2 separate regions of the Sus scrofa genome follow, and region 2 is linked to region 1. A link is a contact called in public HiChIP or PLAC-seq data. All regions are on one chromosome and are shown on one strand. The core of a region is the stretch at or near the end of the contact, and the rest is flanking DNA. Distances in the headings are between cores, read along the strand shown. Region 1 holds the start of ABHD17C (protein ABHD17C). Region 2 holds the start of CEMIP (cell migration-inducing and hyaluronan-binding protein).

The links. HiChIP or PLAC-seq counts read pairs in DNA pulled down with a chosen protein or histone mark.
Region 2: an H3K27ac HiChIP or PLAC-seq map of alveolar macrophages shows a contact between it and region 1, with 4 times the contacts expected there. The contact joins the promoter of CEMIP here to the promoter of ABHD17C in region 1. A contact is called at or near these places in 4 of 47 Hi-C or Micro-C datasets (alveolar macrophages, embryonic fibroblasts, epiblast stem cells and 1 more) and 1 of 2 datasets of contacts at active chromatin or transcription factors (alveolar macrophages).

Annotation. Positions count from the first base shown.
Region 1 is chr7:49,536,695-49,544,287 of Sscrofa11.1, reverse strand. ABHD17C (protein ABHD17C) reads right to left here and starts at 3,590. Exons shown (of 3, transcript XM_003128448.4): 1 at 2,817-3,590. The coding sequence starts at 3,409.
Region 2 is chr7:49,619,300-49,626,892 of Sscrofa11.1, reverse strand. CEMIP (cell migration-inducing and hyaluronan-binding protein) reads right to left here and starts at 4,359. Exons shown (of 31, transcript XM_021098867.1): 1 at 4,090-4,359; 2 at 857-1,059.

The DNA of each region.
Region 1 (7,593 bases), core at 2,341-4,840:
CTCTTGGAGGAATAACGTAAGTAAAGAGATAGGGACAATTTAGGACGGTGGGCTCTCCACTCAGTGTCCTGAGCAGTGTGGTTCATCAGGAGATTAGAAAAGAGGAAGAGCCTCAAGAAAGCTGGAGAGGCTGGAGGTGGGAAAGGGGATCTGAGCCAGCCACCACAGAAGAATCGGCACATGTGGTAGGGGGCATGGCTGCCCTGGCAATGATCTGAAGGGAGCTCTAAATGGGCAGAGAAGACGGCGTGTTGCAGGCAAGACTAGAGCAGAAAAACAGAGACCATGGAAGGCTGAAGGAAGGCGGTTATGGGACTGCCTAGCTTCAGAGATGAGTAACTCCTAAGCCATTAGAGTAACTAAGACACGGGTTAACGAATCCGACTAGGAACCATGAGGTTGCGGGTTCGATCCCTGCCCTTGCTCAGTGGGTTAACGATCTGGTGTTGCCGTGAGCTGTGGTGTAGGTTGTAGATGTGGCTCGGATCCTGCGTTGCTGTGGCTCTGGCGCTTAGGCCGGTGGCTATAGCTCCGATTTGACCCCTAGCCTGGGAACCTCCATAAGCCATGGGAGCGGCCCAAGAAATAGCAAAAAGACAAAAAAAAAAAAAAAAAAAAAAAAAGAATAACTGAGACACATAAATGCATTTCTAAAAAAGCTGATAAATGGGACCGCATGGTGTGGTAGAAAGAGTGCTAAACTCGCAGTCAAAAGACCTACTGCTCGTTTGCTAGGCTGCTCTTCCCCAGGCCTCTGTCAAATGAGGGGAGATGAGGACAGTGTCCAGAAATGAGCTGGGAAATAAACTGAATTGTTCATAACCAGCATGCTTTTTCTCTTTCCCTTTCTTCTTCTTCTTTAAAGATATTAAAAAAAACAGAGACTGCCATGTGTATTGCCCACGGTGTGTGGGGGGGGTGGATATTGTTTTGTGAGACATTTGCTTCATTTACATAGACACAGATGTGTATGCTTGATCAAGATCTAAAATATGTTTCTTATTGTGGGGTCACAGTCAAAAAAAGTTTGAAAAGCACAGGACAAGCCTTTAAGTTCTAATCTATTTTACAGGTGAGTAAATCAATCTAGGCAAGCGTCCTGGCCTAAACGTAGATAAATTCTGGGCAAAAATTAGGTGTACCATCACATAATTCAAAAGTAACCTTATCCAAAGCAACAGCCATAATTAAATTAAATATGAGAAAAGACTCCAGCCCACATCTGCTGTTACACAGACAAACCTGCATATTCGGGGCAAAGGGTTAGCCTGCCATCTGAAAGGCTTTCATTCTAATCCAGACACGCATGTATCAGAACAGTGTTCTACAGAAATTTTACCATAAAATCTACTCAAGGCAGGATTTTAACAATTTCACCTTAAAGAGATCTAATGCCAACCTTTATTTTTAATACGTTTACCAACAGCAAATTCTAGCAATCTATTGACTGTGTGTGACACACATACTTTTGAAACCCTTTACTGGAACACGTGGCTTTTAACTACTTGTAGATCGACTCAGTGTATCTGTGTAGGGTATATTTTCATCAGCCTAAATCACTTTTGAAAAGCTATCATCCAAATGAAGTCCTTCAGGACTTCAGAACATGAATAAGCAACGTACTAAATCCTGAGAACTTCCCTGTTGGACAAGCCATTTTCCCAGAAAGGCACAGGGGAATTTATGACCATATGAATGAACAGGAATCAAGACAAATCACTAATGCTGGCTGTCGGCATAAGCCAAGCAAACACATTTTAGATAGAGACTGGCAGTGTCAAGAGCCCTAACAGTGCCAGCTATACTTAACTCTAGGGAGCCTCTCATCTGAAGCAATCAGATGTCATTTCAGACATGATCTCAGGCTATCTTCCCCATCACTGCTATGAGGTATTGGGGCAAAGTCATAGATACCCAAACAGGAGCACAAACAGGTGAGTGACGCGCCCACTTACCAGACTTCAGTCTAACTTGAGACTAAAGCTCACGTTTTGCTTGCAGGTCTCTCTAGGTCTAGCTCTGAAACCACGCCCCCCAATTTGTGCCGTGCGCATAAAAGACGCTCCCGCAATACTTTTCCAGTCCTTCTGTGAATGCTAACTCAAGGTCAAGAGAGTCCCCAAACCCTATAACATAAATTTGAACTCACCCTGGGCTGTTACTGAGGCTCAATGGAAGATGTCAGGCCCACAGCCACCGGCTAACTTCCTGCCCACAGTACCAGGCTACTCAGCCCCCGACACCAACAGACCCTCCAGCTGCCACCACAGCTGCCCAGACACCGCCCCGCAGAGCACTGTACAGCCAGGACGTCTTTTGGAAGTCACCCTGTCTCGCCCCCTGATTTTACAAGGATCGAAACTCGGGTCTGGACCGTGCCTTGCCCAAGGTCACTTCAGCCCGAGGACCTCCAGCCTCCGGCTGCCAGCGCACGCAAACTAATCGCGAACCAAGTTGTTTCCGCCCGGTGCTTAAACAACCCCATGCTGCCACTAGCAGTGACCAGAACCACCAAAGACCCAGCTAGTGGGCTGGGGGCACTCAGGCATGCCAAAGCAGGCGAAATCCTGCGAATCTGGGCTTTCCAGGAACCAGAGGGTTGGCGGGATTTGGAGAGTGGGTGGGAGAAAGCCAGGGATGGAGAAGAAAAGAGAATCCACGGCGGCCAGGAGGGCTCTCTGCTCGCTCACAGCCCCGGAGGAGGGGCCCCTCTCCCTGCAGGCCACCGCAGAGGCGCCCACGGGACCCCCCCCCCCCGCCCCGAGTCCGCCTCCCCGCAGCGGCAGGCCAGGCCTGGCGACCCCCGCCGGGCCCACCTGGTGCGCAGCGCCTGCCACGCGGCGTCGATGTCGGCGTAGAGGTTCTTTTCGGAGGGCTTGCCCGAGCTGACGCCGTAGCCCGAGTAGTCGTAGGAGAAGATGTTGCAGTTGATGCGCGAGCCGAGGCCGATGTAGAAGCTGCACATCTGGCCCAGGTCCACCGCGTTGCCGTGCGAGAAGAGCAGCGTGTAGCGGCTGGAGGGCGCGCAGCGCACGAACATGCAGCCGAGCCGGTTGTCCCGGGCCGTGCGCGAGAAGAAGACCTCGACGGCGTCCAGCTCGCGCTGCGAGTACTGCCAGTCGGCGCGCTCGCTCAGGTGCAGGCTGCACGCGCCGGGCCCCGCGCCCGCGCCCTCCTCGGACTGCTGCGGCGCTGGCTGGGCCGCGGCGGTAGCGGCGGTGGCGGCGGCGGCCGGGGCCGGGGCAGACGCGCCGGGGCCCCGCTGCTCGGGCGCCAGCACCGTGTAGGTGGGCTCGGGCGGCAGGAAGGCCAGCTTGGCGGCGATGCGGCTCGGGCAGGGCGGGCAACAGAAGAGCCAGCACAGCTCGCCCAGCGAGAAGCCGTTCATCCTGGGGCCTGGCTCGGGCATCGGGGCGGCCTCGAGCCCGCCGCCGCCGGCCCGGCAGGCAGGCAGGTAGGCAGGCTGGCTGGCTCGGGAGCGAGGGCGGGCGGCGAGGAGCGGGCGAGCGAGCGCGAAGGGTGGCTGCAGCCCGCCCGCCCGGCGGCAGGAGGAGGGAGAGGGGGAGGGGAGGCGCAGGAGGGGGGAGGCGGGGCCGGCCCGGCGGGCGCGGCGCTTCGAGCCGGGGCGGGTCAGCGGCGGCCCCGCGGGCCGGGCGCGGCGCGGACGGCCCGGGCCCGCGCGCGGCACACAAAGCCGGCGGCGGCGGCGGCCATGCCGGTTCGAGCGCGCGGCCCCCCGCCCCCAGCTCCCGCACGCCCGCTGCCGCCGCCACTTCCGGGTTACAGCGCGCGGCGGCCCCACCGGGACGCGGCGCCCGGACGGGCTTCTGGGCGGGGCTCCCCGGACTCTGGGAGCGAGGGCGCGGGCACCTGCACTGGCCTGGGAAGCGCGTCCTCTCCTGGGACAGATAGAGGCCCCGAGCAGCGGGCTTAGGTGTCTGCTTGAGGGGCAGGTGGGCTGATCCCCGGACGGGGCCCTGGAGGGGGCACGGACACCTTCACCCCTCTGGGAAGCACGGCCTGGGATCCACAGGGGCCGGGAGGAGCGGGGTGCCCCAGCTTCGGCATGGGGGGCAGGAGGGCCGAACGCCAAAGGGGACCGTGTAATTGGCCCAGGTATTCTCCTGGATCGGACTTTGTCCCACTCTCCCCTCCCCACTGGGATTCCCTTCCCCAAATGCAAGTTTTTTCCTGCTTGGAGGTTCTTGGGAATCTATTGCAAAATGAACGAGTGGAAGAGAGTTGGTTCCTATGTTGTGAGCCACAGGAAGTCCTAAGTGGAAGAGAGTTGGAATGAACCTGAAATATCTGACCCTTTGAGCCCATGATGCTTTCTGAGCTGCCTCTTCCCAGAGTCTCAGGACCATAGGGGTCCTGGTGGTGTAGGGTGAAGCCCTTATAGGAGGCTGTTGCTGCATATACAGCCACGGCATTACTTTCCTAGGGCATGACTGGGCCTTTAGTAAATCCCTGTGTCTCTAAAAGTCACCTGTTATAACAGGGCCACACTGTATTTAGCAACATACCCTGCATTGCAGTTGTCATTTCTAGTCCCACGTGCAATAGACTTTCTCGTAGTAACTAAGTGTCCTTTAGAGTGCTGGTTTCTCTAGACTTGTTTCCAGTCCAAAATTTTTAATGGTCTTAATCAGGAAAGAATTCTTAAAATGATTTAAATCCATTGTCATCTTGGCACTCACCTTTAAGCAAAGTTCCCCCACCCACCAAATATTTTCTCTCAATGCCTTGAAACTGTGACCATACTCTGGTGCCAGTTTCACAGAGCCTTCCATACTTCCTCTTCCCCTCCCAGCTTGGCAGCTGAATTCCCTTTCAGGAATTGACAGGAGATACCCTTCCGGGACTGCCAGCAGGGCAGCTAGAGACACGGAAGTTGGCAGCATCGCCACTCTCGGGTCTGTTGTTTTAACCCACAGATGTCCTGAGGAGAATTTAAACTTTTATTGTGGCTTCTGTGGAAGGAGTGTTTTTGAGCCCCCTCATCTAAATCACTTTGCCCACACCAATTTCAATGACCTTCAGGACAGAGTTTTAAAAGATTATTTCTTGGGAGTTCCTGTTGTGGCGTTAGCAGAAATGAATCCAACTGGGTTCCGTGAGGATGCAGGTTCGATCCCTGGCCTCTCTCAGTGGGTTAAGGATCCAGCATTGCCATGAGCTATGGTGTAGGTCACAGACCCAGCTCAGATCCCGTGTTGCTGTGGCCGGTGACTGTAGTTCTGATTAGACCCCTAGCCTGGGAACCTCCGTATGCTTCCAGTGCGGCCCTAGAAAAGACAAAAAGAGGAAAAGCCTGTCTAAAGAAAATCTGGTTGGCAAAGCCTGTTCAGACTATGTATTTGAAGGCTCTTTTAAAGTTATTCACACCTGATAAAGTTTCACCTAAAACCAAATTTTTATCTGTGCCGCAGAGCAGAGCAACCGAACCTTTCTCACCTCAGGCCCCATGTAGTCATGGTCAAGTTTGTGTGGCCCCCTGAGACGCCGCTGCCTGGGACTCAGCCTCCCCAGGCTGAAGGGGTTCAACATCTGAACACACCTCTAACACAATACCCGCAATGAATGTGGCTGTGTGCCTTGGAGTATTGGTTGGAGAACTTCAACAGGCAGCAAGAAAGAATACATCACTTGCTCTACAGAGTGCAAAGGTCAGGGATTACTAGCTGTTCACTTTGACCTCAAAGAATGCCTCTTTGGCTCCTCAAGTTATAGTAGACAAAGGTCTAACTTTGAGTCTGAGTCAGCAAACTTATTTACTAGGTACTGACCATGAGTCCCTCACTGAGTTGAAATGCAACAGTGGCTGAGGGCTGAGACACAGCCCCCCTGACCCCTCAAGCTCATTGTATGACCTGATGCTCAGAATAACTCTGCATCTTGCTAAGCCAGTAAACTGAACAGGATTCCAAATAGCTAAATGCATTGGTCTCTGTAATTTTAATATTGGCCCTTTGCACATTGAATTTTTCTTCCAGATCAGTCTGCTTGACTTTGAGTTGGTCAGGATCGCCTAGGTTGTGTCAACAGTTTAGAGGAGAATGACCGATTTTTCACCATAAGAAAAGAATATTATGCTTAAAAACTGAATATGGAAGTTCCCTTGTGGTTTAGCAGGTTAAGGATCCAGGGTTGTCCCTGCTGTGGTTCTGGGTACAGCTAATGGCTCGGATTTGATCCTTGGTCTGGGAACTCCTATGTGCTGTGGTCGCAACCAGCCCCCCCCCCCCCCACCAAGAAACGAAAAATGGTTGTTTTGATGGAAAGTAGAAGAGAAACCTAAGATACACTACCATGTTTTACTATTTCTTGTTCTTTTTCTTTCTTTTTTTTTTTTTTTTTTTTTTGTCTTTTTGCCATTTCTTGGGCCACTCCTGCGGCATGTGGAGGTTCCCGGGCTAGGGGTCGAATCGGAGCTGCAGCCACCAGCCTACGCCAGAGCCACAGCAATGTGGGATCCGAGCCGTGTCTGTGACCTACACCACAGCTCACGGCAACGCCAGAACCTTGACCCACTGAGGAAGGGCAGGGATCGAACCCTCAACCTCATGGTTCCTAGTCGGATTCATTAACCACTGCGCCACGACGGGAACTCCTCTTGTTCTTTTTCTAAATTTCAGGACTGGATATTCAGTGACGGTAAGGATCATATCTATTTTGGTCCCCACCGTTTCCCTCATGCCTGGCATAGAGGAGATACTCAGTAAATATTAATTAAATCTATCAATGAAAGAACACAGGAGTAGAGCTCCCATCGCGGCTCATCAGAAATGAATCTGACTAGTATCCATGAGGACACAGGTTTGATCCCTGGCCCCTCTCAGTGGATCAAGGATCCGGTATTGCCGTGATCTGTGGTATAGATTGCAGAAGAGGTTCGGATCCCACATTGCTGTGGCTGTGGTATAGGTCAGCAGCTGCTAGCCTGGGAACCTCCACATGCCTGCCTCGGGGAAGGCCCTAAAAAGACAACAACAACAACAACAAAAGAACAAATGAGTGATTTAGTGATGCATCAAGAGACCAAGCCTGTCCCTTCTGGTTGAGCAGTATGATTGAAGTACAGGCTTCGAGGAACACACAGAGCAGTCCAAAGCCTGGGCCAGCATCACCCTGCCGGGGTGGACCACACATGTCCTCGGACTAAGGAGCTTCGGCATTCTCCCGATCTTTCCTACTAATAGAGCTCGGGTTTTGTTCTGGGTGACAATGCCCCCGATTAAGACACACAGTTACCTGGCCTCCCCTGCAGTGAGGATGGCCACATGACACAGTTCTGGTCAATAGTCTCTAAGTGGAGAGCTTTGGGGAGCTTCTGGAAAAACTTAGCAGAGCCAGAATCATCTCTTTGCCTTTTTCTTTTGTTCCCACTTGGGTTGCAGGCATTATTATTATTAGAGTTATAGGAGCCACCATGCTTCTTTGAGGGGGTATTTCATAGTCGAAGATGATAGAAAAGAAAGATAAAATTTATTTAGGAGTTCCCTTCGTGGCACGGTGGAAATGAATCCGACTAGGAACCATGAAGTTACAGGTTCCATCCCTGGCCTCGCTCAGTGGGTTAAGGATCTGGCT
Region 2 (7,593 bases), core at 3,110-5,609, 82 kb before region 1:
ACCCATTACCATCCTAACCTCCTACTAACCTAACCAGATACAGGAGATTCTGCTCACTGTTCAAAGGAAACTGAGTGGCCTCCATATAATGACTAAAAAACAAAAACAAAAACAAAAACAAAAAACCTGAAAAGGAGACGATGATCCATTACTTGAATGAGCTCACACATCTGGGTATTTGCCATCATATGGAAAGAGAGGTGTAGCCTAGATTGATGATGGATGTGAGATCCTTGCGGATGCGACCCACAAACATAACTTTGTTCCCTTTAGGATCCCAAGCCATATGTTTCTATTTCTCTCTGTGTGTGTTTGTTTCTCCTTCCAGCCACACCTGTGGCATATGGAGGTTCCCAGGCCAGGAATCAAATCAGAACTGCATCTTCAACCTATGTCTCAGCTTGCGGCAATGCTGTATCCTTAATTCACTGAGCGAGGCCAGAGATGGAACCCACGTCCTCATGAATACTAGTTGGGTTCATAACCCGATGAGCCACAAAGGGAATTCCTGTATTTCTCTTTTGAGTTCTAACTACAAATGCAAAATGCATTTATCCTATCAAACTGTGCTGCTCTGTCAATACCACAAAAGGTACGAAAAGCAGGTCACTTAAGCGGCAGGCTTCAAAGAAGGCTGAGAGTAACTGCATTCACCCTTGTCATCCCGCCAGCCTTTCCCCACTGAATGCCACTCTTGCTATTTGATCCGTCTGTCCCCGGCCACCCAGACACTGCTGCAACAGACAGAATGCCACAGATCTTTGAAGAACCCCCTCTCTGCCTCTCATGCCAGTTCCTCCCCTCTTTCCTCACCCTCGATTCCAAAAGTGTTTCTGTCGTTCAATAGTTTTCCTACCAGAAAGTCTTGTGTGCCAGAAACCGGAACTGCATGGGAGTCAGAGAAGAGAGCTGGGACACCAACGTCAGCCAGGGCCCATGTCCTCCTGCTCCAGTCACATCACCAGGTAGACGGAAGTCACAGAGAGACCCCCAGCTTCTGTGGACTTGCATCCTTCAGCTCCATTCCTTTCAGATGGAGGGAGTGAAATTACTTCTGATCTAGTAAGAAAAAAAAAATACAGAAAACCTAAGAGCACCAGAATGTGAAGCGAGCAGAAACACACAAACACAGACACACATACTTTTGTGAAAAAAAAAAAATCTAGCTGTAAGATTGGACCCATTATAACTGCATCACCTAAACTCTTGGTGTATGCCACATATTAGTGATTTCTACCAGACAGAACCCCAGAGGTGGAGCTGGGGCAAATCTTCAAATCTATCCGAGACCAAATATGTGGCGAGACCCCAGGCAGAGCGGGTATCGTGGTCAGAGTCTCACAGCCAAGCCAGGTTCAAACACAGGGGAATGTGCTTCCAGACTGGTAACGAGCACTCAGGGGTTTCCTAGACCAGGCGCTGCCCTGGTGCAGTGACTTCCCACTTTATCCTGTAGGAATCCAGAAACAGGAGGTCCCTTGCCATCAATACCCCTGGAAACCTCACCCCCAACAGGGACAAGGAGGTTTCTTGGAAGATTCTGCATTCTTTTGAGAGAAGGCTCAAGAAGAATGGATCATCTCAACCAGGGGGCTGTGACAACATTTGGAAAATGACTTACTTTATCTTTCTTCCAAGTGGTACAGGTGGGAAAAACAGGCAACTGATTTGTTTCATGCAAAAATCTTCTATTTATCTTTGAATAAGGTTTTGTCCCCCAGCATTATAATCAACTTCGGCACTTTCATCAGTTCCATCCACAAGTTCTTAAACGTGAATACAAAGTGGAGCTGGAATCCCTATCAAACAATTACGAGGTTAGGAGAGTGAGCCGAGGGCTGGTGAACATAATTCAAAAGAAGTGTACTACTGTCTTTAAAATATACCTACAATCAACTACGATTTTAAGAGCTTTCTCTGTGCTCAGCACTGATATAAGCGCTTTACATTATGCTCCTTGATTCTCATTAGCAACTCTGCAAGGTAGATCGTGTTGTGCTTAAGTGACTTTCAGAAAGTCACAAGTGCTGTTCCAAATAATAATAGTAATAATAGTAACAATAAATAAAGATCCTTGATTGTTTTGACTCCCCATCAGCCTTCATCAGTCACAAACAGAAGCAGATCTTGTGAATTTCCTGCAATTTTAAAATGAAGGACGATACACATTCTGTTTAGGTGAGGATAACAAAGAGCCCCAGCCAATGTCATTTCTAACTGGAGAAGGGAGATGGTTAATTTGCACAGGTTAACCCCTACGGGTTCTCCCCACACTGTTTCCAAGCAACCAACTTGAAGTATCATCTACTGGGCTAAAGAGGACCCAAAGGAAGCTTCTTTAAGAGCTTCGTATGCACCTGGGAGGAAACGATTAGGATCAGAAAACAGCACAGTTGCTTTTGCAAATGCATTCAAATACATTCTCTATAAACGTGTTCTGATGTCACTGTAATTGTGAAACAAATAAGCCTCCCAGTGCCATATTCACTAAATAATTTAATACAACGGAACACGACCCTATGTCATGCGCAGAAAACAGTTGGGGGGAGTCCCTAATTAGATCTGGCATCATCCCGAAGCCTCAGTCCAATGCTTACGCGTCGCAGAGTTATAACACCCTGGAGGGTCTCGTGGTGCTGCAGAAAAGCCAGAGAAGCCCCTCGCGACACCATACCGAAGTCCTATACAGAGCTCAGCTGCTGGCTGCTCTCGGACCCGGTCACAAACCACAGATTCCCTATCCTCTGAGTGGCTCGTCGCCTCGGGACAGGATACCGAGAGCTCCCACAGACTAGTGGTCCCATTCCTCCTGCCCTGCGCCCCTAGTCCCTGGGTCTGGGAGGAAAGCGCGCGACTTCCCCGGGAGACCCAGGGCCACAGATCCGGAGTGGAGGAAGCGGCTGGGAGCTGTCCATGGTGGCGCGGCGCCTGGGCACGCAGAGCCGCCGGCTCCCGCCCCCGGGGCGCGCCGGGGATAGCGCTCCAGACCGCCGGAATGGAGAGAGAGGCTCGCTCCCAGCCTGCAGCCAGGCACTGGCTCACACATCAAAAGGTTGGTTTAAAAAGGGAGTTCTCACCTGTGGGCAGCGTTGGCTGGACAGAGCAGGACTCAGGACCTCAAACCCGGCTCCTGGCGGCGCGCCTGGGACGGCAGTAGCGTTGCACCCTTGAGGAACCGCGGCGGTCTCTGAGAGCGCTGAAAGCGAGTCTGCGGCGGAGGACCTGGGCGCACTGAGCTCCTTTCTCAAAAGCACATGCAACCCGCTGGGTCCATTCCAGAATGTCTCTGGCCCTGGTTCCCAGAGCGGCGAACTGGAGACCTGTCCACGGCCTTCGTCTGCGCTCCGCCAGGTCCCTGCCTTTCTTTCTAACCTAATTTGACCTTTCTTGGAGCTGATGTCCCGTGTCAGGGACCCCCGAACCCTCTTCCAACGATGCCAAGTTTGCAATCTCAGCCTAAACATCAGTAGGGGCCTTCGTGTTATCTAACATTCAATTGCGTTCACTTGGTGTGGTGCCAGCACGACTCTGGGTGCCTAGCGCTGCTGGGGAGCGCGCGGGCCGGGAGGCAGCGGGGAAATCCAGAAGGAAGACGGTGCTGAGGGCAGAGCAGCAGGGAGCCGACCTGTTGCCAGGCGTACGCCCGCTAGTGCACAGTGTGAGCCGGCTCTTTGTCGGCCGCACTCCGCGACCTGACCCTCCGCGCAGTCCCTCCTCTGCAAGACACTGCCCGGGATGCCTGCCCCCAAACCATTCAGAAGGAGGTAACTACAGAAAACGGGGATTTCCCCCCCCCCCCCGCTGGATGCGCTCCGGAGACACTGGCGCCCCCAGCACCTGCTGCTTGCAAAGGATCACACGATCTCAGAGAAATCCCACAGAGGACAGTGACAGGGGCATGAGCCCATCAACGGACGCGTGGAAGGACAGACAGAGAGAGAGGGGCTGAACAGCATAGAATGGACAAACAGAAGCCAGTAACAGTAACGTTTTCCGTATCACCGGTGGAGGTGCCATACCCCCCAACTTCCCGTACCTCTGAGCCTGGGCAGTCCGCGCAGCCCTGGCGCGCCGGCCTGGCCCCCTTACCTCCGGGTCGGTAGCCGAGACAGTGCCACGATTCGATTCGTAGGCCAGGAGCGCAACAGCCGGCGCGGTCGGGTAGCACACTGATGGGCCCAGCAAGCTCCCCGGACGTGGGCAAGCCGAATGGTAGTTCGTCTGGGAAAGCTGGTCTCAGCCTCCGGCCGCGCTCAGCCTCGCTGGCCCCACGCGTCCCGCCGCTGACGCCCGCCGTGCCGCTTGCGCTCGCCAAGCTTGGCAGGGCTGCACCGCGCCGCGCTCGCCCGCGCTCCCCGGCCGCCCGCCGGAGCGGCGGCTTTTATAGCGAGCTGTGGCTTCGGCCGGCCGCCCGGGGCTGACTCCTCCCCGGGGCCCCTGACGCCCGCGCTACCGACCCGCCCCCCGCCGAAGCTCCCCCCCTGCCCAAGTGGGGCGGGGGCGCCGCGCCCCGGCCGGAGCCGGGCGGGCTCTGGCGGCCGCTCTGGGAGACGCAGACCCGAGCCCGTGGAGCCCGGCGCGGCAGCAGCCAGGTGAGGGCGCTGGAGCCCAGGACTAGGTGGAGCGGTCCCCGAGGGCCGCTGAGAGCCATTCTCCCGGTTTGGAAGGGCTTAGAGGGTGGCCCGAGTGCGAGCATAAAACCCCACTCGCGCCCAGTGAAGAAGAGGCTATCAAGGGGAAAAAAAAGGCTGGCGTCTGGTGTAGAATCCAGGAGAGATGAGGCTCAGAATCTTTCTTTTTTTAATTTATCAGGAGGTAACAGGGAAGAACAAATCTGTCTCCCTATTAGATCTGTGTCTTTTATCTTAAACTTTGTGTTCTGTTGCTTTTACTTAGAATTAAGAATGTTGCCTGGAGCCTGAAATATACAGGATAACCTACTTTCAAGGCTCTGACCTTTAAGGGTGTAACACTTTTGCATTCACATGAAGATAAAAAGTTGCAGAGCAGAGAATAACATTTGTCTTGTTGGACGTTTACAGGGACATCATGACCTGACCTGGGTGAATAAAGGATTCCTGCACCAAGAAGCTTGCAGTAATTGAGCACACATTTCCCTCACCTTGTCTTTACTTACTTTTATTATTACTATTATTATTATTATTTGTCTTTTTTAGGGCCACACCTGCAACATATGGAGGTTTCCAGGCTAGGGGTCTAATTGGAGCTGTAGCCCCCGGCCTACACCACAGCCACAGCAACACCAGATCTGAGCCGTGTCTGCAACCTACACCACAGTTCAGGGCAATGCTGGATCCTTAACCCACTGAGCGAGGTCAGGAATCGAACCCACAACCTCATGGTTCCTAGTCAGATTGTTTCCACAGTGCCAAGACAGGAACCTTTCCCTCACCTTGCCTTTAAAACACTTTGCTGAATGAAACCCTTCAGAGAGTTGAGGGTTTTAGGGTACATCTCCTTTCATGGCCCTGCAATAAACCTTTCTCCGGTCTGAATTCCAACTTTTTTTTTTTTAAGGTGTGTGTGTGTGTGTGTGTGTCTTTTTAGGGCCGCACCCACAGCATATGGAGGTTCCCAGGCTAGAGGTTGAATCGGAGCTACAGCTGCCAGCCTACAACAGCCACAGCCTCATCTGCAACCTACATCACAGCACACGGCAACGCCGGATCCTTAACCCCACTGAGCAAGGCCAGGATTGAACCCGGTCCTCATGGATACTAGTCGTGTTCATTACCACTGAGCCATGACAGAAACTCCCAAACTCCACCGTTTTGGTTTGTTTGGCCTTATTGTGCACCTGGCACACAAACTTGCATTTGGTAACAAGGAGAGAGCGGTCTTAGAAAGAGATCCTAGAATGGGACCTAGCAGTCCCTCCAAGAGGAAAATTCAGGGGCTTTCAATCAAAGAGACCTTGGTTTGAAAACAGAGTCAGACATTCCGGGTATGTGACGGTACAAGGATCTTCACCTCCCTGGGCATCCGTTTCCTCATCAGGAAAATGGGTTTTCTGATGTTTCCTTACTGACTGGTAGGACTTATATGAGATCACAATAATACGGCTACCTAGCAGGTCTTCAGTAAGTTAGAATACATCCCATGTGTAGGATAGGGCTCTACCTTCTTAACTGGACAGACCGAGGTCCTCAAGGGTTACAGCAAAAGGTAAATATCCCCCGTGCATGAGAAAACAGTACTAGAGGAAAGAGCCCATATCACGTCCCTAGGGCCCGTGGAGTCTCCTTTCAACTCAGCCACCAACGTGCCATCTACTCTTCCTCTCTGTCTATTGTACTCCCTTCCACTTTTTTTTTTTTTTTTTTTTTTTTTTGAGCTTACAATGCAGCCCCTCACCTGGTTAACTGGAGTCCTCCTAGACTATATATTCCTTTGTCCCTTCCAGCTAATGCCATGTGAGAACCACCTTTGTGGGGGGCCATCTTCATTCTAGGTAGGATATGCCACTTCATATATCTACGTCTGGGCTTTGGGGCTATAGTCAGACAGAAGCTGCTGGAGTCTGTGTGCATGTTTTCTGCATTGGGATAGAAGCCTTAATCTCCTGGCTAAACTAGGGAAACCACGCCGGCTCTCTTCAGGCCTTTCCCAGAAAGCTGATCTTGACCATGACAAGGTCCGTTATCAGATTCTCAGCCTTCCTTGACGTCTAGGGAGGTGACAAACCTATGGCAGGTTTCCCTCCCCAGCCCTTCCTTTCCAGCAAATTTGGATGGAACTCACCCAAGGGCCTCCAAGCCCTACCCTAATTCCTGGTTTCTTTTCTTTCTTCATAGGACCCCCCCCAGATACCAGGACCCGTAAACATTTGGAGGATGCTGAGCATTTGGCCCAAATGGAGGAAGGTTAGCCTGAATCGGCGTTGCTTAGAGCTGTGCAGAGCGATGAGAGCCACGAGCAAGATTTTCCCCTCTTCCCTCAGGAGAGAGTAGATCTGGGCTCTGCGTGGCATAAAGTCTCTGGTGAGACGCCTGTGCCACAGGCATCTGCGAGGCGAAACAGGGAAGGAGGACTCTTGTCTGGTGATGGGTTCTGAGAAGTGCTTAGTCATGTTTTCTCAAAGCACAGAAATGTCCAGCACATTCCTTGGGGTCCAGTTTTCTCCATCACAGACCAGTGCCCCAGGGAGGATGGAGCAATGCTGATGAATTACAAACGCGCTCCGCGTGTCTAAAAGCAGATTCTTCAGCCAGAGCTCCGTTCAGCACTTCCACTCAGCACTCAGTAACGGACGGGGTCTGCAGGCAGTTCTTTTTTTAGATGAATGTTGGAAGCACGCCTCTGGCATAATTACTACCTGCACTCCCCTCAATTCAAGGTCTTGCTCTTATACATGCAGAGACAGGCTCTGGTCAAGAAAGGCTGTGTTGGTTTCCTGGTTTTTGTCTGAATTCCCTAGCAGACAGACTCCAGAGAGAGGAGAATTTTTTTTTTTTTTTTTGCTGCACCCAAGGCATATGGAAGTTCCCAGGCTAGGGGTCAACTTGGAGCTACAGCTGCCAGCCTACGCCACAGCCACAACAATGCAGGATCCAAGCCACATCTGTGACCTAC